2 separate regions of the Drosophila melanogaster genome follow, and region 1 is linked to region 2. Evidence: chromatin contacts called from public Hi-C data. All regions are on one chromosome and are shown on one strand. The core of a region is the stretch at or near the end of the contact, and the rest is flanking DNA. Distances in the headings are between cores, read along the strand shown. Region 1 holds the start of lncRNA:CR46035 (long non-coding RNA:CR46035). Region 2 holds the start of CG34278.

Region 1 (5,098 bases), core at 1,244-3,743, 580 kb after region 2:
ACCCATACCGAGGCACGTACACTCTAAATGTTGGAATATAATAAAATGAAATAAGCAACGACGGCAACGGCGGCACTGCCAGGCAAGACGACCAGGCCATTCGTACGAATTCGAATTCGCATTTTAGCGAGGGGTTTTCTCGAGGGGGCAAGGCGGTACGGTACGGGCACGGGCACGGTACACCACTTGAGTTGCGAGACGATGACGAGAATAGCAAGCAAGCAAGCAAGCAAGCTGGCAAAACCAAAAGCAGGCGGGCAGAAGCAAAGCTAAAGGCCAGGCCGGATAGAATGCTTTGTCCAACGGGGCGTAGTGGGGTTAGATTTTAGGGGAACGGACGGGCACAAACAACAAGCGGCCCACGTTTGTAGTCCGCATCCGTATCTGTGTGTGTGTGTGTGTGTGTGTGTGAGCCTGTGGTCGCGTAGAAAAATTACTTGGAAAGAAAAACAAGCGCCTTGCGGATACAACAACAATGAAATCATTTATAACGAAAATAATGCGAGGCAAACACAAATAAAAAAAAAAAAGATAAAAATATGGGGAAACACACCTCCTCCCACACCTCTGGCCCGGCCCCCTTGCCCCATCAAATCGCAATCGAGCGCAGCTAAATAAAGTTCAGCCAAGATTTGCGCGCCAAAAGTGTTGAGAGTTCGATTTTTGGGCACGATTTCAGAGAAGGGGACTCGCCCTTGGACCCCACTTGAAAACCGAAAGAGCAAAAAGCAAAAGACCCCATCATCTTTCATCGTTCGTTCTCAAGATGCGATGATGATGTAGCAGCATTGGCCACAAGTTCGACTTTTGGCCCTCGAAAGCGCACTTCACCGCATTTTATGCCGTGTCATCTGTGGACGTTCATTTAAATAAAGAATATGCATGCCTACATGTTAGTTGTTGGCTGGATGGGTAGGTAGGTATGTTTATGTCTGGCTGTCAGCTGCTGCCGATGGAACCGCTGGTACTACCGGCGGTACTGGTGCCTCTGGTGGGACCTTTGTGGCTTATCACCTTAAAACCTTTAGCAGTGAATGTGGCAAGCGAGCGTTGCAAAAAATAAAAAGGAAACCAAAAACAAGGACTGGCATACATGTGCTTGTTATGCGGCCAGCGAAGAGATAAAAAATAAGAGAATTAAATGCACAAAGGAGCGGCACACACGAAACCGGCGGAAAGGAGAGGGGCAGCCGGGAATTTATAAACACAGCCATTCTCGGAGAGAAAAAGTAATAAACTCGGGGATATCATAAAAATGAAAACAAGAGGGAAGGGCCAGGCCAACGCATGCAACCCGCATTCTGAAATACCCTAGCTGAAAGGTTTTGCCATTCCAATTAGTAAGTTTCAAGCTAGTAGGATGATGCGTTGTAAAGATTACGCTCTATCGTCATAGATTAAAAAAAAAACAGTTCCATTAAAAATTGCAGGAAAGCAATATTCCTAATAAGCACCGTTGTAAGAGTGTTTAACTAGCTATAACTATTTATCTAGTTAAAAGTATTAGTATTTTAAAGCAACTAAACCTTTTGCTAAGAATACCACTCAAGTAGCACAAATTATAATGCCCCACTGCAAAGGGTGAAAACCTCAAAAACTGAAGCAATGAGAATGCGAAACAAACAAAAAAATAGTTCACCACCACATCCCGCATAGTCTCAGTCTCAGTCCCAGTACCCGCCGTCGTCTCCATTCTCGCAATCTCCACCCCCTCAAGTGCAATGGTTGGTTTTCATTATGCACAGCTTGTTCGCCGGATCGGAGGGGTTTAACCTCAGAGCCAGGGAACGAGATACTATATATATATATATATGTATATAAAGAACAGAGCACAGCTGAGCGACAGCCAGTCCGACTGTCGCTCATTAGACATCCATCCTCCACCTCCCAGTGTGGGAGAGGGTCGGTCTACGTCTCCATCTGCATCTGCATCTGCGTCTGGGTCTGGGGTCTGGATCTGTTTCTGATTCTGAATCCGATTCTGGGTCCGAGTCCGCTCGGATCCATGCTCATGCAATTTCTGTTTGCGCTTGCTGGAAATTTTATGAGCGAATCGAAAGTTTGTGCAATTGTGTTGAGTGTGCATGGCGCACATTGCACAAGGCAACCCAGACAGTACCACAAAACGCAGATGAACATACAGTCCAACTTCCCTGTGTTGATCTACAAATCGAATCATACTGAATAATTACAGATTCCTGGAATTATGATTAAGATCTAAGAAGTAGTAGTACATAAGTTTTACTCATTATTTTCTATTGAATCCAAATCATGAATTAATCAGAAATTATATTTTTAACCAAAATGTTATGGAAATCAAGCATTTCGAAAATTATAGCAATAATCAACCATCTGAAGTCCTTAGGGAATTCTTGGGTTTTTTTTTTGTTCATGATAAATAGTTCGAGTTATAGAAGTTCGACTGTATATAGAGAACAAATACTCGCATATTCGTTTATTCGTATACCAGCAGCAGAAGTCGCTTTGGATCTGCTCGGTTCGGTTGGGTTTGGTTCGCTTCGTTTTGTTTCGTACCGTTTCGTTTGCTCGTTGGCTGCTTTTGCCAGCGGAGCAGCAGTCAGTCGGTGGCCCCAATCCTTGCCCCGCACCTTCCGCCCTCATCCACTTACAATATGGCAAACTAACAGACTGTCAGACTGACTGGCAATCCGACGCAGCAACAGAGCAACAGACCAACAGCCACTGGCAGCAGTAAAAGCGAAAAAACGAACAACGAACGAACAACAACAGCCAACGTTGGCAGTCAACCACTTTGAGTGCTCAGACAAATGTCCCATTAATCGCACACTGGGCTCCAACCGAAAACACACGGCCCAGAGTCGCAGCCAGAGCTGCCAGAACCGGCAAGAGCCAGAGCCACAGCCACAGCCAGGGCAATAGCTAAAGCAAAAGCCAAAGCCATAGCCAGAGCCAGAGCCAGGCCAGACCAGACCAAAGCGATCCAATCCGACCGACCCTACTCGACTCAACTCGACTCGTTTCGAGCAACGTTTCGATTCGTTCGTGGTGTGTATCCAAACGAGTGAACTGAAAAACAAGCGCACAATCACACGACTCTCTGTATGTATAAAATTTGTATGCGTTCGAAACGAGGCAGTACACTGAAACATAAGCTGGGCGGCCTTTTGATAGGATATTATAAAGAACCATTACCTTGCCATTTTCATTAAATTATTGTTTCTGATCAAGTCACTCATCAAAAGACTGAACTTTGGCCTAAGATTCCAAACCCAGAGTAATCATATATTTCTTTCAAAGAATTCTTCTCTGTGCATCAGCGCCAACTGAAATGAACGTTCTTTTTATTTCGACTTTATTTTTGCCTTTTTTACTGGCTGCGCCGCCTGTTAAAATGAAAAACGATGATGATGCCGCCGCCGCCGCCGCTGCTGCTGCCAACAATAACAACAACGACAACGCAGCAGAGTCGCAGGCACAGCAATGAGTGGAGCACTAAAATCCCAGCAACAACGGACGAAGAAAAACCGGCAAAATTGTTCATTGGCAGTTGGAAGGCACCATAATGAAGGGGCACAGGGCACGGGGAAGATGGGGGGACCCGGTTGCGGAAAGGCCGTGCCATGTGGCTCTGGGGCTTTTGGGCTCGCAATCGCAATAGCAATAGCAATGGCATTCGCATGCCGGTGGTTTGAGTTTGGGCCCAAAGCCCCAACCGTGTGCACTGCACCACAGACAATTTCGGCTGGCATTAAATGAATGCAGCAGTTGTGTGCTGCTGGCGGCTGGCTGGCCCGCAAATTTCAGATGCTGATAGGCATACAGATAGATAGTCATGCCAATTGCCCACAGAGCAGAGAGAATATGACGCAGAACAGTCGACTTGAAATAAGTTTCTAAACTAGGACACGTCGATGGGGCTGGCTGTGTGCTCTTGAAAATCAATGGGACTGCCACCAGCCACTGGGTGGCTTAAATAACACGCTATATAGAAAAGGTGTCCCAACTGCCGCAGAAAGAGGAAAGCGGCGGCTAAAAGCCATCAGTAGTTAAATATTATTGCTGGCAGTTGGCTTTTGTTCAGCAACACACGGCGAATTTAAAGCGGCTTACAAAATGCAATTCGAAATCGACCAGCTTAAATAACAATGGACGGGCGGCAGGGACTTCCCCCGACTTTGGAAGTTTGGAGTGGCTTAAAACCAGCATTGGCTGCGGCTGATTACAGTTTTCGTTCGGTTTCGGCTCGTTTTCAGTTGGTTTCAGTGTTGAATTGGCCAGAAACGCGGATTTAACCTTGCAACACCCAATTAAAACGCAAAGGAAAACCGATTGGTTTGATTTTGTAAAGTGTTTTGAGTGCACTGGGTTGAGACAACAAATATACTATATTATATTGACATACGTTCGCTTTTCATTTTGGCATCCAATGGAACTTTTGGTTATGAAAGTGATGTGGTGAATTGAATAATTCAACGTTTCGTATACATCCAAATCGAATACATTCGGTTATGACGCAGGAAAATGGGAAATTAAGATTTGGTTAGGGGTCTTAAGGTGAAGGGATAATAGGATAGTTGGCAGTTATATATGACTTCCCATCTCTTAAGATCTTGGGAGGAGAGTTTATGGCCACCTCAATTATCGCTAATGATATGGATCGATGGCGGCTGAAGAGGACCTGAGTTGATGAGAGTACACATAAAATGTAAACAACCCGCTATACAACAACGGCAACAAGAACAACATCGACGACGCGAAGGAGATGGAGGTGAAGCAAGAACAAGAACAACAATGACCTTGGCATTGACCCAAATATATGGTAACAGACGCTTTGTGTGTGATCTTGAGTGTAGTCATGCGAGTGTGTTGGTTGCATATACATGCCACATACCAAAATATAAAGGGAATGAGGGGGAAAAAACCGAAATACGAAATAAAGAAATGTGGTATGGGGCACAGGAGGATTGTCGACCGTGCAGAGCAATGTGCGAGGGCGATGGGGGATTGCGGGTGGAACAGGGGCAGGGGACTCGCAGGAGAAAGGGGAGCAGGGACAGCCACGACGGCCGCGGACATGCTGAATGAATAAATGGGGTACAAAGTAAACGCACACATC
Region 2 (5,697 bases), core at 1,482-3,981:
ACAATTTTTATTTTGAGGCTGAAATATCTTTTTCAGAGTAACGATTGTGGTATCTTTTAAATTGTCTCTGGAGTTTATTGAAATTTATTATATTTTAGAACGTTTGTTAAGTGATGAAATGATGAAGATAATATGTAAATAAACATTTGAGTGGTTCACATTGAAGAACTCCGTATTTCCGTCAAGCTTGCGAGTTGCCCTTATCTCTTAGCCGGCGAAACAAGTTCCCAGGTAACTCCGCCTAATTCATTGTTTACCACCAACTTGCCCGAAAAGTTCCCGAAAAGGGTATACAGACAGAAACGCCGCGAAGATCGAGCACAAAGCGGAGTGATCAGAAGGCGACGGACAAGGGAGCAAAGCGGAGTTCGCGTGCCACACACAAACCGAGGAAACCACCGAAAAACCAACAGAAATAGAGAAGTAGAGCCCCCGCGGCCCCCCCTCACAATTGTCTGTCTGGGCCAGGCCAACAAGGGGAATACGGCTAGAAGAAGAAATTAGAGTGAAGTGCTCGAGTGCGCAGCGTGTGAAGTTCATTAACATTTTCATTAATTGCGAAATGCCGCGACAAAACGCAGTGTGAACTGCAGCACTTACAAAAACTACAGTGAAACGGTGCTTAGATAAATCATATATCTAATTTCTGTACATAGTAGTTGGTTGAAAAAGTTAACTGCTCTATTATCACTAAATTTGAATTGTCCAGTTCTGCATTTATAGCTTCTAATGTGTAGCATTCAATCCTTTAAAAAAAAGGTGTTTCTCAGAATGATAAACTCCTAGGAATTCCTAAAAATCTACGGTTATCTTTCATTCTTTTCAAACGTAAAATAAGGGAATATTTTAAAGACTTCGATTAAGGGAATTTGATTTTTGAATTTGATTCGCGACAATCAATTTTCGAATGACCGGGAGTTTCCTGAAACTTCATCATAGTGAAGTTCGCCTGTGGCTCACGCACACTGCCGCACTCTATTCGCACACACACACACACACACACCTGTTGATGGCAAACGTCGTAGTGTGCGGCTGGCTGTTGGGCGTAGAAATGTAAGTTGCTAAAGTTGTGCTCCAAATTGTTATTGTTGCTATTGCTGGTCGTATAAACACACGCGTTTTGCTGATTTTGCTGCGAATTTGGCGCGTTCTTTCTGCCGTGACTGTTGCTGTTGTTGTAGTAGTGGTTGCCCGTATTACTGCTGTTGTTATTGTTGCTGAGGAATATGGTCGCCTGCGTCGTTTGACCGTTTGTATAATTCGCGTTTTGCACCAATTCACCGCCGTGCGTTAAATTTGCCGATCCGGGACCGTCAGCGTTGTTACTCGAGCACGTACCACCGTTAAATAAATTCTTATTTTTAAACGTTGAAGTTTGTCGCCGATCACCGGCATTCGGATCCGCCATATCAGCTGATTTGCTGAATAAAGAGAGGGGCGAGAGAGCGGCAAACAAAAAATAAAACAAGAGAGCATTTTCTTTCTCTTTAACATTTTGAGAATTGTGTTCTCTTAAAAATGTCTTTTTCTCAGCCAGCACACAAAACCAGTTTTCGAAAGAAAATTATTAACAGATTCAAGTTCAGTTTCAGTGTGAGAGCGTAAAGTTAAATATGTATATTTTATAACTTATAAGAACTTCGATATGCCCCAAAGTATGCACCAATAATAATCGGCTTTTCAAAGAGTGGTTACCCAAAATAAAGTTTTTTGTTAAAATATAACAGGTTTATACGACATTATTCCATTCCATTCAATTTTTCTATTTCAATTCCATTATGTTTTTTTTTACTTTATATTTATTTAAAATTTTAAAAAACACCCAATATTAATCTGCCATCAAAACAACATTAGTAGCATAAGCGTAAGCTCGGAGCGATAATAATATTACCCAGTAAATCAGTGACTAATAAACCAGTCATAGAATAAAACGATTCATTTTATTCGTTTTAGTGCACAAAAGCCATTGGTAATGTTTAAAAATATTTGCTATTTTAGTCGGCAGCATTACCATTCGTATATATGTATGTAGTTATATTCGTATATATAGGGGGGCCAAGCCCTGGAATTCTCAAATCCCGACCCTTTTTCAGAACGTGAACCCAAATAAAGTGACTCATGATCCCCTTGCACACCCACACCAACGCCCATGACCAGGGAAGAGCAAATAATTCTGGTAAATATTTGGCATATTTGAGGATTGCTTTTGGCAGTGCCTTTTAATTCCACTCCCCCTTTTTTCCGCCTGATCAAATGCAAAAACGAAAGGCAGAAGCAAATGCACGGCGTCGGCCAGACAAGTGAATGAGCCAAGCAAATGGGGCTGACAACCAGCGACCTTCTCGATATGGTTAGGAATTGTTAATTTTAGCCAAATGAGTCAAAGTCAAAACGGGTAGCTATGTACATACATATGATGAGTATGAGTAATGTTGTTTTTTTTTTTTTTTTGGCTCTGTGGAGTCCTTCGCGAAATTCCCCAAGGGAGTTATCCTTATAAGGCACTCACTTTCCTAACCACACTACTCGCCAAAAACAAAGCTAATCTATATCTAGACAATAAAATAATTCCATGATTACGTTCTCTGATGTTTGCCCAATTGTTTCTTTTAATGAGATTTTTTACTCTTGTCATGGAAAATAAATTTTTCGCAATTGTCATAATATTTGACTAGCCAAAAAGGAAAAGTATATATTCGCGAGGTTTTGGCAGTAAATTACCACTGCATCTACGGAGTTATCAAAATGAAGTTTTTCGCTGTTCTCTTCCTCTTCTGCGGCATTGTAGGATTTGCCATGGTTGCTTCTACGTCACCCTCTGCGGACTATGATTACGGATCTGATTCAACTACGGAACAGGACACTACCGCCCCTGCATCTGACACTACCCTAGCTCCCTTGGCACAGCCTCCATGTGGCAGCGGACCCCAAGGACCCTGTGGACAAGTCCCTCCCCCACTGCCGCCCTGCGTGGGAGGTCCTGGTGGCCTTTGCGGCAAGAAACTTTACTTCTTCTACTAAATTAATTCTAACTAGGTTAATTATTCTGAAGCAATAAAGTGAAAAAAGTTTTAGACCTATCAATTAGCCATTTTTAATGATTTACTCAGCCTTAAAATTATGGTTTACCAAGCGTTAACCAATGACATTTTGCAATATAACTATAATTATAAATAAAACAAAGAAGAGGAATGTAGATTTCTTCGACTATCTGATACCCGTTACTCAGCTCTCGATAGTTTATGACGTAAGAGTGGGCGAGACATCATTTTAAAACCAACTTGCGCTGCGTCTACTTCTATAGAATCATTATAATTATTAATAATTATGCATAATAATAATAGCAATAATAATAATACTGTTAACTTTTTAGCATTATTGTTTCCGAGATCTGTTAGAATAAGTTATATAAGTTAGAAAACGATTTCTTATAGCTTTTAGATACTTTTAAACAAACCTAGTATACCCTTATACTCTACAATTAACGAGTATAAGTTGACGATTAATTTGTTAGGTAAATAACAAAGCTCTAGCTAATGCTAATGTTCCTCATAAACTCAGCTTACGATTTAAAATACTTTAAATAATTAATATAAAGCACTTGTTTAAGAAAATCATAACCAATCCGGTTAAAACGTGTACTGTATATTTACACGTGCTAAACATTTGCCACGTGTACATTTATTTTTGGAAAGGCAAATTAGAGTATTTACTCAACTGTCCTAATCCATCACTCCATCCACCATTTCATCCATCAAATCTTGCAAGCACTTGTGTTAACAATTGTTCTGAAGTCTTATTCGTATATAAGGGCAAAATATGTTGAGTGAAATATCAGTTTCGATTTAAAGTTAGCAACATGAAGTTTTTTGCCATCCTCCTCCTTTTGTGCACCATGGTAGCTGTTGCAATTGCCGCAACAACAACAACAACAACGGAGAACATTGATTGGGGTTCTGCAAGTACAACTGAAATACCGGCAACAACTACAGCAACTCCATGTGAATCAGCTGACGCCAAGAAATTATATTTCTTTTATAAATAATATGGCTTCAAAATATTCATATTTTTGAGTAAAATAAAAATATAGAACAATCCCAAAAACTTCAAACACCTAAATAGCACTTCTACAAGGTTCAATGCGTATAACAATCGTATATTTTGGACTCGAAACCTTCACTACATTCCACAAGGAAGTGGAGCTGCTCGGGGACAGCTGGCCATATGGAACAAGTGCGTCTGGCTGAGGATACCCTTATATGGAAATAAACATTTCAAATCGGGCCAAAAACGGCGGCCAAGTGACGATGAATACGTGAGGCGCCACTTGCATCGCTGGGGAATCGCATGAATCAGCGTCGACGAACGCCGCCAATGAAATGCTAAATAAATTTGCACTTCCATTTTAATTAATTTGAATTTATTTGAAACTAAAATTACACCCAACATTTGCACAGCGAAGGCGCAAGTGAGCAAATTTCGACCGCCCATTGGACTAAAAATAAATTGACAAATATTTAGTTTTTATGAACAGGTAATGAGAACCACATGTCCTCCATTTTCGTCGTGAATATATCGTGGAAAATCGTGTGGGTGAAATGCAACGTTTGCCGATCGGATAAGGGCCACCCTAGGCCCACAAAACAACAAAAAAAAAAACTCACTTTTCTGGACGCCATATCGATGGTTTTTCTGTTGGTTGATAGGGATCGCTGTCGAATGATCTCGAGTTGTAATACTTTAGTGGGGGTGCTTAATACTGAACACTTGATGGCCCGCTAATTACACAATTCCTGGCGTGGCGAGCACGTTTCTCTCTAAAAAAACACAACACAAACACGACTGGCAAATCCTTCGTTTTTTTTCGTAAACAAATTTCAGAATTTCTTTCTTTTGGTTTTGAAAATGTGTGCACGAAATGCGCGCGTTGCTTTCGGGTTCTTTGCTACACGTACTCGTACTGGCCGCGACAATTTCTCAACTCGACTGAGTTGTGTGCGCCTCCTTGCTCAAAGTTTTTATGCAGCCAAATGCTCGCCGCTTATTGCTCAATTTCTTTATTATTATTTTCTCAGATAAATCATACAGACGGGGATCATCTTAAGTAACTCCCTAAGCAAATATTAGGTAACGCTTATAGGTTATAATTCCAAAAGATACTTTCTACACACTCCTACTGGTTGACAGATAACAAAGGTTTGCCTTCGATTTTTTCTATTATTATTTCAAGTTGGAAATGAAATTAGAATACAATATTATTATGTATATCATAGTTATAGTATAAAATATAAAATTGTGGTTTGTATTTTTATTTTTTTCAGATCATATTAAATAAATGAATACATTTCTCACAAGTTTCTAAAAGTGCATCCTCGTCTGTCAAAGGTCTTCAATACATAATTTGTTCAATATTTATCTCGCTTCATGTTTTGTGTTGTGTTTTTGGTATTGCGTGTGACGTTGACTCGGCGTCGCAGTCGCAGTCGCAGTCGACGTCGACTGCACTCTTGACTCTGTTTGGCAGGTTTTTGGCGACGCTACCACATGAGACCCCCCAGTCCCCACCCACCGCTTGCCCCGCAATCCCCCCCCACCCCCTGCAACTCATCACAAATGTGATTTTCGACGCGCAGCTGATTTTGTTGTTATTCTTTTCATAGAACTGGTTGCCGTCTTTTGTGTTTTATGTTTTTGCTT

The links. A called contact is a pair of places that touch in the nucleus more often than the background predicts.
Region 1: a contact with region 2 is called in a Hi-C map of the Kc167 cell line, with 4 times the contacts expected there. A contact is called at or near these places in 4 of 107 Hi-C or Micro-C datasets (the D17-c3 cell line, the Kc167 cell line and wing imaginal disc) and 1 of 7 datasets of targeted methods (the Kc167 cell line).

Annotation. Positions count from the first base shown.
Region 1 is chr3R:17,701,202-17,706,299 of dm6, forward strand. lncRNA:CR46035 (long non-coding RNA:CR46035) reads left to right here and starts at 2,494. Exons shown (of 1, transcript NR_133415.1): 1 at 2,494-4,380. The region is part of intron 4 of osa (osa,); the gene reads right to left. lncRNA:CR46036 (long non-coding RNA:CR46036) reads left to right here. Exons shown (of 1, transcript NR_133414.1): 1 at 1-672.
Region 2 is chr3R:17,117,734-17,123,430 of dm6, forward strand. CG34278 reads left to right here and starts at 2,732. Exons shown (of 1, transcript NM_001104347.2): 1 at 2,732-3,075. The coding sequence starts at 2,746. The coding sequence ends at 3,021. cher (cheerio) reads right to left here. Exons shown (of 19, transcript NM_001275730.1): 2 at 1,004-1,421. CG42779 reads left to right here and starts at 3,844. Exons shown (of 1, transcript NM_001300441.1): 1 at 3,844-4,354. The coding sequence starts at 3,860. The coding sequence ends at 4,045.